2 separate regions of the Zea mays genome follow, and region 2 is linked to region 1. A link is a contact called in public Hi-C data. All regions are on one chromosome and are shown on one strand. The core of a region is the stretch at or near the end of the contact, and the rest is flanking DNA. Distances in the headings are between cores, read along the strand shown.

Region 1 (4,737 bases), core at 1,537-4,036:
TCTAAACATAGTGCTACTAAAGTATCTTCTTTTGAGCTTGTCTATGGGCAGGAAGCAGTGTTACCTGCGGAAATAAGTTTGAATGCTGTCAGGTTTGCCAGACAAAATGATCTAACTGCTACTGATTATTATAATTCAATGATGGATAATATTGATGAGGTGACCGACAAGAGGATGATAGCTTTGGGAGCAATAGAAAAGGACAAGATCATGGTAGCTAGGGCCTACAACAAGAAGGTCAAAGCAAAATCATTCCAAGTAGGAGACTTGGTGTGGAAGACCATTCTACCTCTAAGGAATAAAGACCGAAAGTTCGGGAAATGGTCGCCAAGCTGGGAGGGTCCTTATAAAGTGAAACAGGTGATGTCTGGTAACGCTTATTTACTACAAACATTACAAGGCAAGGATTTACCTAAGGCTTTGAATGGGCGTTTCCTCAAACAGTACCATCCTAGTATGTGGCAAGATGCCTAAGAAAACCGATGTGATCACATCGAGTTAGTTGCTTTTGGTTCGCCCAGCTCCACCAAAAGGCAGGGGGGCATATGTTCGAACCAAAAATGAGCCGGCGGACTGTCCGGCCCTGAGGCCGGACGGTCCGCGGTCTGGACGGTCCGCGCCTGTGGGCCGGACTGTCCGCGCATGCGCAGAGCAGATTAGGGTTCCGAGTTTTGTGCTACGGTTGTTAGCTAAAATCGCGGGAAAAGCTCGGAAATTAGTTTGTAAAGGGTCCAGCCCCCCTCCTCTATAAATAGAGAGGTATACGGCCGATTTGTAATCATCAATCGAATCAATACAACTTCTATTTCGCATTTTATCCTAGGAGTAGTTCTAGTCTAGTTTAGGTTTAGCTATCCAATCCCCAAATTATTCGTCTCTCTTCGGCTCTACGTCGATTAGAGGAGTCTAGGTCGGCCAGCCCGAGCCTAGACAACCCTTAGGATCTCTCCTCCCCGACGGGGTCCCTCCCGGGAGCGAGATCCAGGCTGCCGTCGGCGACTTCCGCCGCCCCTGCGCACGTGCGGACCGTCCGGCCGTCAGACAGAGAAGCCCTAGCCGCGCACCAGGCCGCGGACCGTCCGGCCCCAGGCCGCGGACAGTCCGCCCCTGCGCAGAGAGTACCACCGCGCCTCGCACCAGGCCGCGGACCGTCCGGCCCCGCGCGCGGACCGTCCGCCCCTGTGCAGAGGGCACCTCCACGGTTCTTGTTGAGTGTTTGGCGCTCCGAAAAGGCGTCAACAGTGTGTATACAAAATACTGTTCATATACTGTATATAAATGAAGGTTTAAATTATAGACGACAAGATAGAACGGCCGAGGATATGTACAACATTATTATAAAAAACTATAAAATCAACAGGACTAGAGAAAGTATCACAGCATGTCTCTACACGACTCTCTCTATATATTGCATTCTAAGTATATTTATGATCTAGAAGTTCGTAATTGTATCATAATATCATATATTCTCTTAGTTATCTGTTATACTTAAAAATCATCTAATAATTGAGAGTTTTACGTCTCTAACAACGTAACAATGTCAACGTAAGAAGCTCCCTTTCCTCTGTTGCTCTTGCTGTGTGAGCGAAGATCATCATATCTTCACGGGAACTCATTGTGCTTCGACAAAGGATCTCAAGGTCATTCGGTTCCTGGGACAAGCGTTGTGACTTAGCTATTTGCTTAGTTTAGTTTATGTTAGATTTAATACAGAGGTGGCCCATATTTTTAAAATTAAACCAAATAAATTTTAGATCAATATATACCAGTGTTATTTAAGAGCAACTTTACAAATAAAATCCTGATAGGTAGGTTTGAGAGTTTGACCACGGTGTCTAGGGACTCAGCAGGACTCAACTCAAATGTCAGCAATAAACTTGACCCACCACAAGAAGATACATTACGTCATAATCCTACCAAATTAGAAAAGATAAGATCGATATCCATATAAATATGCTAAGAATTGGATGATAAGATAGAGATAAGTATATTTATATTTAGGAATATACTCGACTAGATCAATCCATATTCTTTATCCGGTGATTGAACAAATAACTTTTTTTTTGTAGTTATCATCCTTCCTTAGACTATGTAAGGAGGATTCGAGCGCAAGATTGCAAATCATCTCATTATATTGGGTATTATTTCACATTGATAGCACGAACTTGTCTAAATCACCGAGACATCTCGTTGCGAATATTCCTCGACAATTGGCGTGCCAAACTAGAGATATCACGCTAATCATCGTAGACTTGATGTCAACCATGGCTTTAACACAAAAGAGAAAAAAAAACTTCTTGGCACCTTTAGATCCATCGCCGACGCGCTCGGAAATCTTGGCTTGTCTTAGGTACCCCCAGTAAACTCCTCTTGATAAAATTACAGTTTCGGAGTATCGTTTTAAAATTTTGAATATTTTAAATGTAAAAATTGAAAAGGTACCAAAGGAAGCGGCTTCTACTTTGACAGGCCCGTCGGTCGCTGTACGCCTGTTTCAGACAACCAGTGTACCCAGGTGGCCAGGTCTACCGGCGCAGGCGTCGTCGTGGCCCGTGGGCTCATCGAACCAGCGTTCGAAGTCCGTATCTCCGGCCTCCGCAGACGGCAGACGGATCCCACTGGACTCGGCCCTCTACAGGGTGGCCTACCCACTCCGGCACTCCGCGAGTCCGACCCGACGGCCCGACGGCTCCCAGTCTCCCACCTTCTCCGCCTCGTCGTCCGACGTCCCTGCTGCATAAAACTACCACCTCCAGGCCTCCTACCATTTCTTCCTCGCCCGGTCGTCCCCCTTTCCCCCGCGGCCCCGCCCCCCATGCCCCTCGCGTACGCGCCCATACCGTACCGCTCCCGAAACACTAGGGCGCGGCACGCACCCTCCTCGTGAGCGCGGGGTCGGGCGCAGGCGGCATGGCGCCGCAGGCCGCGGGGTCGACCCCTGCGGTGGCGGCGCTCGGGTTCCTCCTCCCTACCTGCTGGGAGATCGAGGTCACGTGCGCCGCCGCGATGATCCTCGTCGCGCTCTACGCTGCGTACGAGCTCCTCAACCCGCGCCCCTTCCAGGCTGCAGCGGCGGGCGACGCCGACGAGCTCCTCGTGCGGGGGCTAGACGGCACCAACAAGGTAACGGCTGCGTCTGTTTGGGTTTCCGAGAATTCGGATCATACGGTTGCTGGTGATCACGGATGCTGATGTATTGATCTCCCGTTTGATGGATGTGTTCAAGGGGGGTGCGAGCGGCCGTTCTGCGTATGTACTGAAGGTGATCAGTGATCAGCTTTTGGCCTCCATTTTTTTGTGTCGTGCTGCCGGCAGTTGTTCTGGATGGTTTATGACTTGGATTGGATGTGTCTGTTCAGCTAGAATTGTTGGCTGCTAGGAATTTGATGGCGGCGAACTTAAATGGGACATCTGACCCGTATGCATTGATCACTTGTGGTGCAGAGAAGCGTTTCAGGTGATCACATTGATTCAATACTTTGAACCTGTTATTTGGACGATTTCAGTTGTTTAATTAACTGTACATATCTTTCCAAGTAGTTCCATTTCTAGCATATTTATCATTCTGAGAATTCTTGGACACTGTAATTTGCTTAGCCTCCATGTTCTATCTTCCCTTTGGGACATACGCCCAGAGAGCAAATTGGTCGTGCTTTGGGCGAAAATATTAACTGGCTGGGGTGGGTTTTTTATTGCACGGAATTCAGATTCATTGTAAAGTAGTAATCCCTATGTTCCAAATTATAAAATATTTTGAATTTTCTAGATATCTTTTTTCTGGGCACCACTCGTGTAGTCGTGTGGGAGCGTACTGGCTCTATACTTCGACTTTTCTAGATACATTGCTTATGCATCTAGAGATGTATATATCTAAGTGCATAACAAAAGCTACGTGTGTAGAAAAGCCAAAACATCTTATAATTTAAATGGAGCGAATACTTGATAGTGCATACATGTTAAATAATGTTAAACACGGTAGGTTCAAGGGAAAACTTTTTATGAATGAAACTTGTTACTTACTTTTTGTATGAGCTCGAGGTTACTGGTTAGAGAGATTTCATTCACTGACAATTTGGGCGGTTGGGATTCATCATTAGAGATAGGCCAATGCGGGGTCACTGACTTCGGATCTAGCAGTTCAAGCATATGTTGTAAAAGAGAGGAAGCAAGGGACATGGTTTAAAAGGCGATAAGGCGGAACTAGGCGTTGAGCCACTGCCTAGATGCCTAGGCGACGTCATACAAGCCAGGGGAGGAAGAAAGGTAAGCAGGGGAGGATAGGAGAGGATGCTTGGACCTTCGGTACCCGCCGCCCATGGAGAGGAGAGGAAGCAGGTGGCCAGGTGCCACGCCCGACACCAGTTCCTCAGAGGCGTGCCCGCCGTAGGATCCCTAGGGACGCGGCCGCGTCGGTACCTCGGTGTCGCGCCCGCGCCGCCCGCCCGGTGCCACGCCTGCCGAAAACTTGCCGATGTCGCGCCTTCACCGGCCGCCAGTACTCGAGTTCTCGGTCGGCCCAGATTTTTGGGGCTCAAGGCGCCTATCAGGCGGTGGAAGGCGACGCCTTACATGCCTAGTCCTCCAAGGCGGACACCCTAAGTTCCTGGGGCAAGGTGGTGCCGACGTCTAGAAAGTTTTGGCGCCTGGACGCCTAGGCGACGCCTTTTAAACCATGGCAAGGGGCAACTACCCTCAGGATTGTTTGGATGTTATGGAAATGGTGATGATTGCAAGATG
Region 2 (4,737 bases), core at 1,284-3,783, 280 kb before region 1:
TGTTTTAGTAGTTCGCCTGAGCAACATAGCTTCAACGATAAATACAACAAAACATCTGATTGTTAAAATGTAAAACAGGAAGACTCAAACCAGTGGTAAAAATCAGAACATTCTGAGATAATATCACTTACAATGGTGTTTCCCTTCCGAGTTGCAACATGCAATGGTCTATTCCCCTTGCTGTCCTCCACATGGATAACTGAGATATCAGGCTTCAACAACTCAAGCAGAATTTCTGCATTTTGGCCTTTCGAAGCCATGTGTAGAGCTGTTTGTCCCTTCTTATCTGTTCTAAACCCAATCCCCGGGTCCTTATTTAACAGTGCAGTGACCACCTCCACATGGCCCATTCTTGCTGCTGAATGCAAAACTGTCTTGCCATTATTTCTTGCAATCCTAGCAAGGCTTGCATCTGTTTCTAGCAGAAGATTAACAATGTCAACGTGGCCCTGAGTTGCAGCAGTGTCCAAAGCTGTGGCATTTACAGAATTTGTTGTCATTGCTAATGAGGGAAAGGCCTGTAACAGCTCCTTCAAGACATCTGCAAAGACCAAAACTGAATTAATATGATCTCTTTCTCTGAAACAAGAGAATATACAAGTTTTGAAGAAAAAAAACAAGATTAAATAACAACTGTGTAGTAGTTTGCTCTTCAACACAACATACTGACTAGTTTTCATTAAAAAAACACAGCATACTAACTCAAATATCAGAAATTCATAGCCTAATTGGTCTGGTGAAAGTTCCTAGCTGAGCAGACAAGTACTAGGGAGCATATCTCGTCACTAGATATAGGATTGTCAGTTCTTTGATTTAGACACAATAGCATGGCAAGATTGTAGAAAAATAGAAATTGCCAACTCAGAGAAATCAACAATTTGTCTGTAAAACCAAGAAAGAAAGAAATGCTAGGATGTAATCTAGACCAGATCAGCCTAGTAAATTTATCAGACATCTGAGCAAAAGGAAATCAGGGACTCAGTGTCACTGTTTTAATACTCCATGTTCCTGAAGGAAAATAAATGAGGGAAACAGTTCATGGTCATAGAGATTTGCAGAAGTCAATAAGATACAAGTCAAGTTTTATAAACATACCAATTGCAAGCAGAATGAGTACTACAGAAGATCACAGAACTGCCAGTACAAACCAGTGAATCCGTATATAAAAGAATTCCAATTCACACTACCTAAAACTCGACTATTTAATTATGAAGGAATGAAAGCTCACCCAAATGGCCCTGCTTTGCCGCAATATGGAATGCATCGAAGCTGTTACTGGCCTTGATCCCGGCTGACTGCACATCCGAAGCCTTCAAAATCTCACACACAACCTCAACATGCCCTTTCTCAGCAGACACATACAACGCAGTCTCGCCGTCTTGATTCGTGCGGCCAGCTAACTCCACCACCAGTTCTGGATCACACTCCGCAAGGATCTTCTGAACATGTGCGACACTGCCAGCTCTCGCCGCGAGGTGGAGCGCGGTGTCACCCCGCTTCCCAGGGCTGTCCTTGTTCCTTTTGAAGCTCTGCTGCTTCTCCATGGACAAGAACTTGAAGCTTCTCTGCTTCTCCATCCCCCGGAAGCTCTTCAGTTTCTCTAGGGCACCATGTCGCACGCTGGGTTGCTTCTCCATGTCCAAGATCAAATGGCTCCTAAAATTGCGAGGTTCCGCAAATCTGGCCGGAGTTGATGGAAAAAATATCAACCAATAAGAGTGTCTCTGCAGAATCTAACAAGCCCTTCTCTTGTTTCTCCCTGCATCTCTTGTATCCTCACCAACTGCTGCAGCTTTAGCTTTGATCCGCAAGAACACCAATTTGGCTGCTTTGCACACAGACTAGGGTTCATTCCCAAATTTGTCCATACAAACAGGGAGAAGAAATCTGGTAGCTTTTTAGAATCGAGATATCACCTCAAACTGCAAAAGGAATCAATAAATTAGCATGCATAAATTTCAAGGAGAACTATAAAACGTCTTATCACCTAACAAGGAAGATAATTCCTCACCACGAGAAAACAGCCAACAAACTTAGAGGCCAGATCAAGAACACGCAGGGCGCAAGGAGCAGAACTATTTGTCTTAGAGCTCCAAAAATCCCATCTCCCTAGCATCAGCCAAGGGTGGAAAGAAGACGGTGGGAGGCTGGGAGCTAGTTGGTATCTTGGAAGTTAGGAGCCTCCAAAGTTTTCCATCGGCGGTCCGCCGGCCAGTCCCTCTCCCCGGCCTGGAAGCTCACTTATTAGGTTCGAGTGATCCACCTCCCCTTCTTATCATCGAGGAGACGAGGACGACGACGGCTGAAGGAAGCGAGCACACGTTCGGTAGTCTCCGGCACCTGATTTTTCTATTTTCACCCGTGACGGAATAATTGTGCGACTTTGCTACCTCCTCCTTCGGCTCTTCCTTGCGTTAAAAAGGCAAACTTTTTGCATTACTTCTATATCTCTTCGCAGTACTTTGCTGTCAAGCTGGTTTTGTCAGTCAGCCTCTGCAGTTTGTTGTTTTTAAGTGCTAATTTCGTTGGAGAATTTTTGTACGCACAGTATCTGCACTTAACTTTAATCTATACTGATCTGATCTACTATTTCTATAGTATTTTATTTTTATAGACTACCGCTGCAACATTCTAAACAACCAGATTTAATCTCAAACAAATGTTTATTTCTAGACATCAAATCAGTCGTTTCACGATCACCAATGTCAGTGCGTAAAAGTCCGGGTGGACCGTGGACGCACCATGCCTCAATAACAAACTTAGGAAAACATGCTCCTGCTCAAACGACTCCGGACTCCGGAGGGCGGAGGCCGCCAGGCGTGAAGCGAGACTCCTGCAGACCCACGACAACTTGGAAGGAGAAGGAGCCAGCCGACGGCCCGACGCCATCGATGTGCGCCTCCGTCGGCGCCACAACAGTCAGGGACCTATGACCGTGCTGCAATAATTTATTTGGATATATTAAACTATCTATAATATCCCACGGGCAGAATAAATGCAAGGTGATGCAAGAGGATAAAAATACAAAATAGCAGATATAGTTGGATATAAATTAGATGTTTAGGGTTTGGTTGTAGACTTGCACCATATAAGATATTGTTCGTCTACACTAATCCAGCTTTGAATCAGTATAGATTGAAATTAAATCTATGTCACAATCCATGTCCCAAAATAATCCAAGTCTACATAAAAAAATTATTCGGTTAAACCCGTGATGGATTATAACCCAAGGATTTAGGGTTTTTTTTAAACTATAGAAAGCATGAGTTCTATCTATAACTCATTAGGTATGGAATAAATCCATAAAGATATTGCACAAGTTTATAATAGAATCCATAGATAAAAAATAACTACCTTTAATAATAAATTTAATCTCACCATAGGATTGAGTGTGAGGTATGGATTCACCTAATCCAGACATAGATTAAATCTATAGTGGGGTTTCATCCAGTAGCGAAGCTAGCAATATTCTATCGGGGTCATCAATATTATCTACTGGATCTTTATTATAAAACTCTTGTTATTAACACCGTTTTTCCATTGGATGTTCAGAAAATTATCGAAGTCGGTTGACCCCAAAATAAGGTCTGGCTTCGCCCATGATTTGATCCATTGTAACCGAACAAAGCCTAAGTGATTACACAAGTTAGACGAGCGCTCAACGCCACTTCTAAATTCTCCTAATGCTAAAAATGTACCATGATATGTTGCCTTATCATTAATACTTCCTTCGTTCTTTTTTATTTGTCGTGGTTTAGTCCAAAAATGAACTATGGGACGATAAGTATTCAAGAATAGAGCTAGTATAAGATATGATTCTAAACAAACAGACCACATCTACTCCCTATGTTTCAATTTATAATTTGTTTGACTTTTTAACCCAAATTTAGTTGTTATAATTTTTTTTAAGAGTTTGAATCTTTGGACTATAAATATCTAACCCTATATTATCAATATAAAAAGGTAAGAAAACCTCTCAGAGACTATACTCTTTATAATGTGATCTTCCTATTCTAACCCCCTTGGTTAAATAATGAATCTCCATGAGATTAACAAAATTCTCTGCAGAACCATGGCTTGATATATTGTTTTCAAGGGCCTTTTTTTGTGTGTGTACCGGGGTCTATAATTTCGTTTGCATAGATAAGAATTTTGTTTTGTTGACCAAATTTTGACTTTTATATTTTAAATCGAAATCTACTTAAATCCGGAACGAAATTCGATTTTCGGCGAGTAACGAAAACGAAATAAATCACCTAAATCCGTTGATCCCGGTCCGAGAAAGTGAACGCTGGTGTGAACGCTAGGCGGAGTGTGTGCTGGGAGCAAAGTAACCTTGCTTTCCAGCTGTTGAGAGAAGTACAATGACCAGGGAGAGGCAATGAGAGAATTCAACAAAATAACCAACTCAAAGCTTGAAACATACCTTTGAAATAATATTTGCTTGTCCACACTCCACACCACCTGCTTTACCTCCTTCTACCATCTTTTTTTAGACATCCATTTGTATCGTGCTGCTTGTCATCACTTTTTTTTTTTGTGCTTTACAACAAGGTTAGCGAGCGGACAAGCGGCGGTGGATCATGCAATTGTAATTATTTTGCATGTACTTGTCACTCGGTTAGTTAGATATTTTGTTGAGGCTTTGTTCGTTGATTATCTTTGTTCTGCTCCATCTACGATCTGTGCCCATGCTTGCGGAGGTGGTCGGTGTTCTGGCTAGAAAACACTATTTGT

Evidence for each region. Hi-C and Micro-C count contacts between places; a contact is called where the count stands out from the background.
Region 2: a Hi-C map of leaf mesophyll shows a contact between it and region 1, with 4 times the contacts expected there. The contact joins the promoter of LOC109944062 here to the promoter of LOC100194177 in region 1. A contact is called at or near these places in 5 of 25 Hi-C or Micro-C datasets (endosperm, leaf, leaf mesophyll and 2 more).

What each region holds. Positions count from the first base shown.
Region 1 is chr2:199,617,694-199,622,430 of Zm-B73-REFERENCE-NAM-5.0, reverse strand. LOC100194177 reads left to right here and starts at 2,786. Exons shown (of 18, transcript NM_001359419.1): 1 at 2,786-3,123; 2 at 3,227-3,262; 3 at 3,360-3,457. The coding sequence starts at 2,911.
Region 2 is chr2:199,898,147-199,902,883 of Zm-B73-REFERENCE-NAM-5.0, reverse strand. It overlaps LOC109944062 (ankyrin repeat-containing protein At5g02620), which reads right to left and starts at 2,533. Exons shown (of 4, transcript XM_020548529.2): 1 at 2,012-2,533; 2 at 1,229-1,922; 3 at 132-541. The coding sequence starts at 1,637.